Regions from separate parts of the Bicyclus anynana genome. Here region 1 is linked to region 2. Evidence: chromatin contacts called from public Hi-C data. All regions are on one chromosome and are shown on one strand. The core of a region is the stretch at or near the end of the contact, and the rest is flanking DNA. Distances in the headings are between cores, read along the strand shown. Region 1 holds the start of LOC112042965. Region 2 holds the start of LOC112042960 (mitochondrial transcription rescue factor 1).

Region 1 (6,610 bases), core at 2,432-4,931, 140 kb before region 2:
TACAAGTTTGAATATGCAATTTCGAAAAGGGCACATTATCTAATAACATATTTAAATAATTTTAAAATAAATGATTTTAGTCATTTTCGAAGGCTAATAATAATGTAACACAATAGTTACTTTTAGAAACTATGCACTGGTTTGGAAAATAATAAGCTTTGTTTTTAATTCCTGGACATTTTAAGTTTTCAGTCATGTGCCCTTTTCGAAATTGCACAATCAATTAAAATTGTTTGTTTTAGTTTTTAATTTTGAGATAAAGTACAACTTTACTTAGCGCTTTCTTACACACCTTAAGTTTGGCTTTTATCATTATGAATTGGACTTCTGCTATATATTTCCTCACAAGTATAATCCAGAAATTATTTTAGGCCCGAATAGGCTTTTAGAAAATTTACCTAACCGAAACTATAACGATAAAAGAGAGTTAGGTAGATATAATATGCGCAAAACCTCGATTCTGCTCTGACATTGCAAGTTGCAATACGCCGAACAGCGCAATTTATCTAAGTATAACCTGGCTGGGTTTATTTCGTATACTGCGCAGCCCTATACGCTTCGTGTTCAGAGAGGAGCCAGAAACTTTGCGCAAACAATTTATAGGTACCTATAGGTATTTATTTATTCATTTTTAATTTTCAGAACACCGATACCGTTAAAAGTGACGTTTATTATTATATTTTAATTAACTTACGCCCGCTTATCGTGACCAAGTCAAGCGAATATTTAACGCAAGAATGGGAGAAAACGTTGACAATACTTTACCATATTTTAATTTATGATGACCTGAGTAAGTAATTTATCAACAGCCAATGGACGTCCACTGCTGGACATGGGCATGGATCAGTTATGACGGTTGATTGACTACCTACATCATTTGTTCCAGACTACATAATATCTAGTGTTAACATAAAAGATCGTTGATACTACGTACCTGAGCAAATCAAATCAAATCAAAATTCATTTATTTCAAATAGGCTTAGTTTATATGCTCTTTCGAAACGTCAGGTTAAATATTAAACTTAAGATAATGGTGATAATAATTATTCGAAAACTTAAAATTAAAGTTACAAGGGTTCCAAAGCAACTGAGAAAACTAAAATTTTAGTTAATGTAAAACCCCATTCAGGGGAAACTCACACTGATTATTCTGCGGACGACCGTCATAGGTATGCAGTAATGAAATCTAAACAAAACTTTGTTTCAGGCCCTGAATACTACAAACAGATAGGAATGCTAATCAAACTGGTCGAGAGTAAAAAGTTGCAACTATCGACGAATCTGTATCCAGTCACGACACGCGCGTTTGTTTCATTTGCTGGTCGTGTCATATCTTATAGCGTATTTATGATTCAACATTTCTATATTAACCATTGAATAATTGTAGCTATATTGTGTAATAGATATAGGTACATAGGTAAATTTGTTTTATAAACTATTTAAGTAATTAAATAAACTTTTCTTATAAGATAAAATGCATTATTTTCCCAATGATCAGCTCGTTACCTATGATAGTATTTATTCCAATAGACACATAAGTTACAGGTAGTTATTGACCCCGGAAATTAAATTGATAGTTGAACCAAAATGACGAAATTCTCTGCTCAGGTACAATTATAAACAAAAGTGATAAATGCATAGGTACACCGTGGTTGCTCAGAACTTACATTAATGATTTCAAATAGTTGAAAGTTTCGTACGCGATTGTAATGGCGACTCCATTTTTACACGCTTTAGCTTCACTTGTAAATAATAACTACGAATGTAAGAAAATCATGGGATCTTAATTTGATCCACTTCTCGGTCTTCGATTAGGATGAAATTTTGCACACGCTCTGAGTTCTGATGACAATACATGACTATCTGAGAAACGTCATTACAATATGGCGGCCTCCCCAAAATGGCGGGCTAGCTATTTGAAACGCACCCCCATGATGCGTTGGGTGGGTATGGGTATCAAATGAAAGCGTTTGCTGTCAGAAATACAAAAAAAAAAATAGTCACGTGACTTAAATCCTGCATGGCGGACATTCATAATGGCGGATTGGCTATTTGAAATGCACACCCATGATATGGGTATTAAATGAATGGGTTACAAAAAAATAGCACGTGACCTAAATCCAATTGTAATTAAGTGCGTGCTAAAAGCGTGCTTTTTAGTTTTTTAAACTATTTTGAAGTTATTGTTGCTATGGTTACGCGTGATTAATGGTTACTCTTAACCGAATGTCGGTAAAACCCGAAAATGTGTTACTGCAGCATGCGCATAGTCTGCGTTTTTTCATGCGTTTTTCACCAACAAAAAACCTTTGTTTTAAAAAAAATAAAACAAAGGTTTATGAAAACGCTAATATACTTTGTTTAAATTAGTAGGTTTAACGATAATTATAATTGGAAATGTCGGAAAAAGTCAAGCCACCTGATGGGAGCTCTAATTGACGACGCTTCATATTTCCTTTTTTTTAATTATTATGTGCAAGTTAACCCTAGACTGCGATTTGACTTCACGATAACTGACCATGCCGTTTAAGATGTAAGCGGACATGCTTGGAAGAGGTACAAGTTTATACTTACGTAGGTACTTTCTTTCCGGTTGGGTGCTAACCTATCACCACACCAAACCCGAAATAAATTTAGAAAATCCTATACTGTCTCCTCAGGTGAGAATCAAACTTAAGCTCTCACTGTTGAGAAGAATACTTACTGCCACCTAACTGGCCAGTCATCAAAATTGTCAAGAGTCTACGTCTCAGTACAGTAAAGAAATTAAGAAAAACACCAAATCTTTGACTAAACGCATTTATTGTCGTTTGTGATATTCCTGTTTCCCCATTTTCTTTTTTCAGTCGATCAATTACCATGGCAGACCATCTGGCCTATTCAATATTTTGATTTTTATTATCAACCTATTGAAGTGGACAACAAAGTGTCATCTACATACTTTATTGTATCCACCGTAAGTAGATGACATTTATAATTTGTATCATAGTATGTGGATGACATTATGTCAATTGATTTGTTTTTATTTTCTTGAATAGTAAATACCAAAATAGGAAATAGACCAGCGTGTAATAGCCACTCATCGCGCATCTACCACTGTTTGATATTAGTAATTCGATGTAATTGCGACTGAACGACGTGGCGATTCGTATTTTTAGTAACTTTGGCATATGTATTCTGTGACTTTGAGTGAGTTATCGATCGATATGTTGCTGCAGTGCAATTTAACTTTAGACCAAAATCGAGACTGCCACACATCTGGCTCTATTTTGCTCAGCAAGGATTTCACATTTTCAATAGAAGTTGCAAATAGTGTGGTGTCTACATTACTCAAATTGGATACCTATATAGGTATTTATTTTACAAGAGTATTTGAAAATCAAAATTTTAAAAGCGTAGCGCGAATGAATTTCAAATAGTGTCATCTATTAGCGTTTGTGAAAACTAAACGTACCCATCAATGTACCCATTGATTTACATAGCGTGTATACAAGATGGCGCTTTTTCCCTAATTTACTTTGAATGTGTTGCCAAGGCACGCATGGCTTTGTTTTATGCCAGGGTCTGTGGTTCGAACGCACTCGTCTCGTTGCAATCGCAAACGCAATTAATATCACATTCTACTCAATATGTTCCTTGTTCTACTCTATGGCAAATATTTAGATTTTCATTTTAGTCTGTGGTCTACTGCTCTGTGGTTGCATAAAAAATTCCGAACACGATTCCGGTTGTATTGTTTGTTTGATTGTTTCTAACTTTCTTACTACAGTTTCAAATATTCTATAACGTTTTTCAAAAGAAGTACGATCACCTTTTCAAAAGTATTTTCATATAAAGTGATAAAAAATCTCCAAACATGTCTGGCTGTAAGTTATCCCAATTTTATTCTTTTAATTTTTTTGCCTAATATTTCACCATTTTTTCCTACAATGTTCGAAGTTACGCAATCCTTCGGCTTTACATTGTAATCAAAGTAAATTTAAATTAATAACAAAAACGAAGTTATTGACTTTTAGCTACAGCAGAGTCAAAATAACAAATAAAGTTTCGCCGAACATGATGCCGAAAAATAAGTACTTCCTGAACGTTAAAAAATGGGCGGATAGGTAGTAAATATTGCGCACTTGTAAATAATAGAGAACTATACTATACTAACTTATTGTAGAAGTGCTCTCTAGTCAAAACTAACCTATTTATAAAAATCCAAAGATACATTAATGGCCCAAAATACTGGCACATTTTAAAACATACAATGTCTCCTTTCTTACTGAAAACTATTCAAGGAAGTACTTATGACAACAAAGTTTGGGGCTTAAATTTGGGCCTATTAGTCAAAATTATGCTTAGATTGCTAGTCCTCTTTTAACAATAGTAGAATAATATTGTTCAGCATACAAAACAGGAATTAATTCTACAAAAAAAGTTGAGGGTCTGAGTCCTTTATCTGCTCTCTTCCAAAGCCACTACAGCCCAAATTCTATAATTGGCTATGGTACTTAGCCATGGTAGGACCATAGGCTGTCAAACATTCAGCCTTCATAAAGTTAAGTAGTCTTGCTATTGCCACCTCTCATTCAAAAAGTGTAATTATTTTTATAGACAACAAAACAACGTAACAAATGGTTACGACTAAATCTTTGGAAGAACTCAAAGGCTACACATTAGGGCATAGACAACACACTTTTTTTTAAACTAAACCATTAATAGAACACAAACTTTACAAATCTAAGCATACAAATACAGGAAGAGACTTTAGATACTATGTCCTAACATCGTTTGTAACAGTCTCAAAATGACTTTATGACTTTATGAGTCTTTATGACTCATTAAGCCAAACTTCTAACTTGCATTGAGAAATGCAAGAACTTTATTGACTATTTTATACTAAAACTCACCCTGTGTTTACAGTAATATCATTGATCGAAGTTACATTAAAGTTTACACAGTAATAAAATGCTTATCATAACAGTCACTTAAAACATATCTAGATTCTAGATTGTTGTTATCTGTAAGCATTTCATTGCAATTTGTCATTCAATCTGGGTGTGTGCACTGTGGAACTAAAAGGTATCTTTGATTTATTCTATTTTTACAAGAAGAATGTCTGATCTTTGATCCTCTTGTTAGGATTTCTAAACACTGCCACATTGTGTGACCTATATCAAGCTGCTCAATGGTCATGCATGAATTTAATTTGATAACTGATGGTAGAGTCTCTACAAATAGTCGAACTTGATATTTCAACACTCATAAACCTATATGTACCGTTGCGGGTATAAAAAATGCTTGTAAAAACTAAGCTTACTTGAAAAAACAAGTTTTTGATTTTGATGATTTGTTTATTGGTTCTAGAATGTGTTTTTTACTCCTGGTTTAGGTGTTACTAGTGTACTGCTAAAGAAACTATATTTTTTTTTCTTGTACGGCCAATCTGCCATCAGTCCTAAGACTATACACAAATTTCCTGTAGATGTGGAGGTCGATCCTCATTAAGAGTTGGCGCTGTTTTCAAATGTCCAGGTTGAGTATGCGTTTACGTTTCAGACACCTCAAATAGTCATCATTCAAGTGTCTGTTTGCCAATTTATTAGGATGAATGAGTCTCTTCTTATATCTTCCTAACTTCCTCCTTTACTGTGCAAATTTGCAAATTATGGTGTAGTTCCTCATTCGTGATAAACCACAGCAAGTTGGTGAACTATCGCTATATACTATAGAGATAGCAATGACAGATAGATAGAGCTATAGATAGGTAGAGCGATAGATAGAGCTGTTAGTGGGTACTAACCCAGTATTTTGTTTTACATTCTTTGTAGGGTATTTAGGCTAGTATTGCATGCACTACCACACAGTTAGGCACCATAGGCCTAGGCTAGGCTAGGCTGGCTTCAAGATGCATGTGTGACAACAATAAGCATGTCTATATAAAATGTAGTAAAGTGATTTGAAAAAATCTAATTCCATTCTGACAACACAGGCCTCAACTAGTTATTATGTGCATAAAATTATGTTCAAGTTACCATATTTGTTCTTTTATAAATATGCTTAGTGTATACAGGTATACACTCTTGCCATGCATGAATTCATTGTTACCGGATGTTATGTTAATGATTGTGAAATTTGGATACAGTCTAGCACAAGATCAAGGTGGTGTCTACCTAGATGTAAATATACTATTGCTAGAGGCCAGGCTATAAATACAAGCCTCTCAAGGAAGTGGGGCTCATTCCAGTATTAGAGTGGGAGCACTACAGTGTTATTCCAGATCCAGTTTGCAATTAAGTAAAAGTAATTATAGTCTGGCAAGTTTGTTGATGACACTCCCATGATATGCGGGCGACGGGGAAAAAGACTGCGCGGGAGTAATCGTGCGTACGGGGAAGTGAAGTCGTGAAAGCATCAGTCGTGGGTTTTTCATTCATTCATCGCTACACGCCCCCCAGGCCCACGCGGACAATCGGGAGTGTTACGAACGAAGTTGCCAAGCTATAATTGAGTAATTAAATTAGTGATAAGTAAATCACAAGTGTGTGCATGTATATTACACCTAGCAACAAAAATGTTGTGTTGCTTCAATTGTACCAGTTTCCATTTTTTATTTTTAGCTATT
Region 2 (6,290 bases), core at 2,638-5,137:
CTGTTGAATCAAAAAATAAATGGACTCTTGAAAAACTGCAAGTAAGTTAACCCTTTCAAAACAAAGGTAAAGATTACAAAATATATTTAAACATAGCATCGAAACTTTTACTTAGCCTAGTCAAACCAAAATTCAAGTCCACAATTTTGATTTTCTTCAATGTGACTGCCAAAAATTCTCAACTATAACAATGATATAAAATTAATAACTGACATCAAAATGTAGTTAACATTTTGTTTGAGAAAACCTAAATAGCGTCGTTAATATCACCCTAAATTAATGAACAAACTGTAATAAAGTACGTGGCGCCATCTGACTGACGACTGAATTTCGTAAATTATTATTATTATTATATCAATTAAAATCAAACAATATATTATTATAATCAATCAATTTCATTTTGTTTTACAGGTATACATAGGTTTAGTTGGTCCAAAAAGCACGCATATGACGAAATCAGCAAACACCATACTGCAGTGTTACTATATGGCGCAGAGAAAGTCTGAATACAGGGACCCTTCTAGGACTACTGTCAGAATGCTAGACAGTTTGATTAGGTAACTACTATTAAAATTTTTAGTAATCGTCTTATTACGTAGTATGTTATCTCTTAAAGGATTTATCTTAGTTTTATTACCTCTCATCTCTGGTATGTTACTGAAAATTGCTTACAAAACTAAATCTACAATGTTATTCTCAATATCTCTCAAGAAGTTTCTATGCTGATTAGTTTCAACAGCATTTGTACAAATGCATTTCCTTAAACAAAAAATATTATTGTTATTTTTAATTTACCTGTTTTAATAACAATCTTTTCGCACAGATTATCGCAAGCACATTGTCGGCTCATGTATCGAACGACAATATTACCAGTCGATGCCATATTCGCGATATCCCTAGTTGATCTGTCTATGCAGGACTGTACATTAGAGGACACAGTTGATGCTTTACATTCAACATTTCTAAAGCACCCAGATTTTGATTACCTTTGCACAGCCAAAAAACTGCTAGCAAAATTAAATTTGAACGACATATGGGAAGAGGAACTATTTTACTATGGAAAATTACTACAAATAGACTGCAAAACATTAGACAACTGCATAGAAAATGGGAATTATAAATTGTTTGCAAGATATGATGATGTTATTGATGACAACATTCCATTGTCAGCATCTCTCGTGACAAGTTCTTATTTTAATAATAATAAAAGAAAGCACGATAAAGTGAATGAAGAAAACCTTTTGGATATTGTTGATGGTACTAATATGAGAGTTATGAATGAAAAATTAGCAGCAACTTTAAAGAAACATGCTACTCTTAATAAAATTGATAAAAATCCACTAGCAGTTCAAAAGAAAAATACAAAGCGGAAAAGAAAAGAAGTTGTTATAGACACCAGTGGATTTGGAAAGAAAAAGCAAAGAACAAAGAAAACCAAGCAAACTAAACCAGATTCATCAGATAGTGAAGATTGTGATGTTAATAAAATGTTAAATGCAGTTCCAAGCGTGAATGATGTTTTTACAAATCTAGGAATTGATTTCGAACTGTGTGATACTTCAACCCAGAAAAGCGAAAAGAATTTATGTACTGAGGCAGTTGTAGAAAACTGTGGATTGAATAAGGAGAATCAAATCAGACCCAATACAAATGATAAAATACCACTTGAAGACAGCAAAAGCAGTAATGAGATGTTAAATACTTCCGTCAACAAATTAAAACAATTTGAATTTGCTGGAAAACGAGATATGAGTAAATTTTATGAAGAAAACAATGAAATCCATAAACATGTAACTAACACAGTTGCAGTGATTCCTGTAGAAAGCTCTGTGAGTAAAAATACTGCAAATTCTTTTGAAAATCCTAAAAAAATTGTGTCCAGTTCACAGTTATCTATGTTTGATAGTTCAGATTGTGATATAGACTTAGATATATAAAATCATGTTAATGTATTCATTGATGGATTATTAGGTTTATTGGAATTGATCATAGTAAAATTAAGAATTTTATGCTTAGTTCAATGTTTTAATAAAAATTTGTTACTATTTACATTTTTCATTTATCTTCATCTGCTGTTGAAGGTTTATATGGATCTGTTTCATAATTTTCTATAAGTAGGTTTTTGAATCTTCTCGCAGTAATTGCTATACTTTCTTCTTTGGCTGCTATACTTATAATTTCTACTCTTGCTACATACAAATGATCTGGATTTTTGGGACTTACACTTTTTATGACATCTATTTCATAATCTTCTCGCACCTGAAAATATAATATTTTTTTATATGCTTAAAAGCAGTGGAAATACTCCAAAACCACAATATCTATAGTAGTTTTCTAATAGATCTTAACTGTCACTTACTGGGATACTTTTCTTCAGAACCTTTTTTCCATTAACTCTGATTTTGCTCTCATAAAATAATTTTTCTATTTTGCTGAAACAAAACAAAATTATTCTATTTAGTTTACAGTCAAAAAAGAGATTTAATGGTAGCTCTTAATTTATTAGACAGACATTAGAGACATTAATTCATTAAATTACATGTAATTATTTGTAAAACATGTAATAACAAGTAATTTTGTTACCTTAATCTAAAGATATATAAGTTACTTATACATGCACCATGAAGTTAAACTTATTATGTTATATGTTTTTGAACATTAGTAAATTTATCTTGTAATATCAAAATAATAAATTAACCATCATTGTTATATAAATAAAAACATACTTCCTTGCCACTCCTAAAGTAGACTTAAGTATAGCATCCATTCTCAGGGAAGTAGCGTTGAGTTTAACAATTTTCGAGTCCTTTGTAAGTGATGAATCATCATCCCAAATAGTTGCATTTTCATCATCAGAATCATCATCTTTAGACTGAAAAAAATTACAAAATTTTATATCAAAATTAGAAATTCAAAAATTAGATTAGATCTTTTAATTTCTTATTCTCTACAAGTTGCCCTTGATTACAATCTCAGCTGATGGTAAGTGATGATGCAATCTAAGATGGAAGCGGGTGAATATGTTAGGAGTAGGATGAAAAATCCACACCCCTATGGTATGGTAACACTAAATGCTCGGTATGTGTTTCCCGATAGGGTGGTAATTAACCACAGCTGAAGCCTCCCACCAGCCAGACCTAGACTAATTAAGAAATTCTCATTGGGCCCAGCAGTAGATCAGACATAGGACCTCAGTCTTGTAAATCCACTGCGCCACACAGGCTGAGATACTAGATCTTTGATATAGTTTGTTCCTAATTTTGAGATTACTCTGATTATGAAGCATTTAGTTACTGTGTATGAAACACATCCCAGCAGTTTATATCTGCAGTTTGGTGTGTTGCAATATCAGAGCGAACAAGTACCTACCCACATACTTATTATAGTTTTCATACATGAGAGCTGTCCTTCCATTATATACTTTTTATAGAGCCAAAGCAGCCCAAAACATTTAAACAATGTCAAGTTTGGTAAAGCTCATGTTAAAAAAAATTGTAAATGGTAACAATATAGTGCTTTCATATAACATTTCTTGGAATACTTATTATTCAAGTAGGCGATTAACTTACAGTAGAAACGTACCTTTTTAGATTTACAACGAATCGCAGTATATAATAAATTCGCTGGCTTTAAATTATGTAGCTTTGTACTGGTTCCTACGGCATTGTGTAAACAGCTGACTTTCAGAGAGGTTATAGGTTTAATTTCTTTGCAAAGTACTCGATACACATAGTTTGCTAGATGACTACGTTTACACAGGACGTTCATTTTAAAGGAATATATTATTCTTTAATTCTTCTCATATGAATTGAAACTAAAGAAAAGGCTGAAAATGAAAAAGCCCAAAATAATATTTTTTTATAAAATTTATTTTGATTTCAAATGTCATTGTCAATTTCAACTGTCAACATAACATTTTTCTAATATGACACGTTCGTTCGGAAACAGTTTCAAGCTTTGAAAAAAACTCATGTGCTGAATATTATGTGTTACTAATAAAAAAATCGGTGTATGTAAGTTAACTTTAATAAATATCTATGAAGTTAATAATAATTACAATTATTATACAAAAGAAAACGCTTCAGTTTCATCATTTGTGGTTCCTCCCGCGCAATGCTAGCGATGTAATAAACGTATACTAGATGGCGCTGTAAACATTTTTGATAAGAAGAAGAGTTTATCGTATTCAATAATTTTCTAATTAATTAATTAGTAATAATTTAAAAGGTAGCCTTTTATTAACTTTCTATTTTGAACTTAAACTTTTCAACTCCCTTTATTATTTTTTTAATTTCCTTTTGGCCTTTTCAACTCTTTCTTTCTAAACCGTAAATTATCTACCTACCCACCAAAAACCATTAAAATAGGTTCTATGATTTAGCCCATTTAGCCGTGAAAAGGCGACAGACTGACAGTCAGACGCATTTATGGTACGTTTGCGTTTGTTTAGGTAATATTTCTGAATCAAGAAGACCAACTTTAGCAATATAAGAACAATATTTCAAAGTCACAAATCAGATAAATATTGACGCAAACATGAGTTTCCCGTGCGAAAGCCGTTCTAGATCACTCCACACTTGAGTGCAGTATGTCAGTCTGTTTTACATCAAATCAAAAAGTTGCAACACACTGAAACGTGCTACCAAACTATTGTAATACTTAATTGCATTAGTTTATGGTTGATTTTAGATAAACTAAACTTTAAAACCTAATATTGGGATAGATATCTAGATTGTATATACCTAGGTACGCGACACGCTAGTAGGTAATAGCGACTATCAGGCGCTGTGGTGTGAACTGTGAAATAAATAAACAGTATATTAATTTATTCTACTTCTACATTTTTAATATTTCATTTTAACACTGGTGTTTGGGTAGGCACAGGTAGGTACATAGGTACGAAAAACAAAACGTATAGACGTTTTGTTTTTCCTTTTAAGGTTTCCAGAACCCTAAATATCTACAACTTGAAAGTTTGCTGCGATTCACAATATTAGTACGTATTATGAATTTCATAAGGCAACTGTCACCCGCGTCATGCTACAGCGCACACAGTATAGGTAGGTTAGGTCCTATAAGTACCTAGATAATATTAACTTGTAGGTAGGTAAAATAACTAAGTAAGTATATCAGTTTCCTTCGTCCGTTATTCAATTTCCTTAATTCTATTGCTTTCAATTTAAAAGATAAAAGAACACGGCATTAAGAAAACAATCACGAGCAGCGCTCCAAGCACCCTACTAACATCCAAGTCAGCACTATGTGGTGTAAATAAAAGTAAGAACATCTTAAAAGGCAGTAATTAAAAGCTGTCGAGACGGCCCGGAGCTATAGTTTATCACATTATACACGGTTTGTCTCTTAGTAACATGTGGACACATGTCTCGAATTCGTAACGATCTTTTTATTTTCGTATACGATTATGTTCACGGCATGTTCAAAGGGTTTTTAAATTTGACACAGTTTATGGCTTTGTTACGACGGTTGACGGTCTTAGATGGGATAGACACGCTGGTGGATGGTATTAATTAAGTATACACTATTCTCACAGAATAAAGATCATCCAGAATGAGCCTTTACAAGCAGCGCGGTGAAGCCGTCTTCTTGACATCTGCATATACAAACTTTTTCATAATTTGTAATTTAAAATTTAACACTAACAATAATTACGTAAATTAATATAATAATCAATGATTACCAATTAAAAAAACTCCATCTTTTTCTTTTAATTTTTGTAAACAGTTTTTAAAATATTTAAAAATATACGTAGTCATTTTTTTTCGAATATTATTGAAAATTACTGATGTGACGCTTCGTGTCGTACTGACGGATTTTTGTATTTGGAGCGACTCCAACACGTCGTGTTCCGTGCGTCCTATCTGCCTATTATTCTTTAATCTGTGACCATTCTACAGTACTTTAAATTAAGCCGCCGCTACCGACATTCAATTTTGTAGATCAGAATTCGGAAGTCTGTAATGTCCAGACCTTCGTCGTTTTATGAAAGCTGAATGTTTGTCAGCTTATATTTCTTACATACGTATTTATTGTAGGCTATTAAAGGGCTTTGAATTATTGTATCGCTGCTAGAGCTAGTAGCTGTAGTAGTCTACAATCGTCCAACTACAAAGCAAAAATGTGTTATATTATCTTCGGCATAATTAATGATACCTACATACATTTTTTTTATTCTTTACAAGTTAGCCCATGACTACAATCTCACCTGATGGTAAATGATGATGCAATCTAAGATAGAAGCGGGCTAACTTCTTAGGAGGAGAATGAAAATC

The links. A called contact is a pair of places that touch in the nucleus more often than the background predicts.
Region 1: a Hi-C map of whole body shows a contact between it and region 2, with 5 times the contacts expected there. The contact joins the promoter of LOC112042965 here to the promoter of LOC112042960 in region 2. A contact is called at or near these places in 2 of 2 Hi-C or Micro-C datasets (whole body and whole larva).

The regions. Positions count from the first base shown.
Region 1 is chr10:10,529,982-10,536,591 of ilBicAnyn1.1, reverse strand. It overlaps LOC112042965, which reads left to right and starts at 3,681. Exons shown (of 5, transcript XM_024078198.2): 1 at 3,681-3,866. The coding sequence starts at 3,857. LOC112042968 reads left to right here. Exons shown (of 5, transcript XM_052884014.1): 4 at 643-794; 5 at 1,068-1,386. The coding sequence ends at 1,377.
Region 2 is chr10:10,393,416-10,399,705 of ilBicAnyn1.1, reverse strand. LOC112042960 (mitochondrial transcription rescue factor 1) reads right to left here and starts at 3,887. Exons shown (of 4, transcript XM_024078187.2): 1 at 3,583-3,887; 2 at 2,727-2,872; 3 at 2,360-2,432; 4 at 2,005-2,259. The coding sequence starts at 3,768. The coding sequence ends at 2,056. LOC112042957 (DNA helicase MCM9) reads left to right here. Exons shown (of 12, transcript XM_024078185.2): 10 at 1-41; 11 at 412-557; 12 at 824-2,045. The coding sequence ends at 1,937.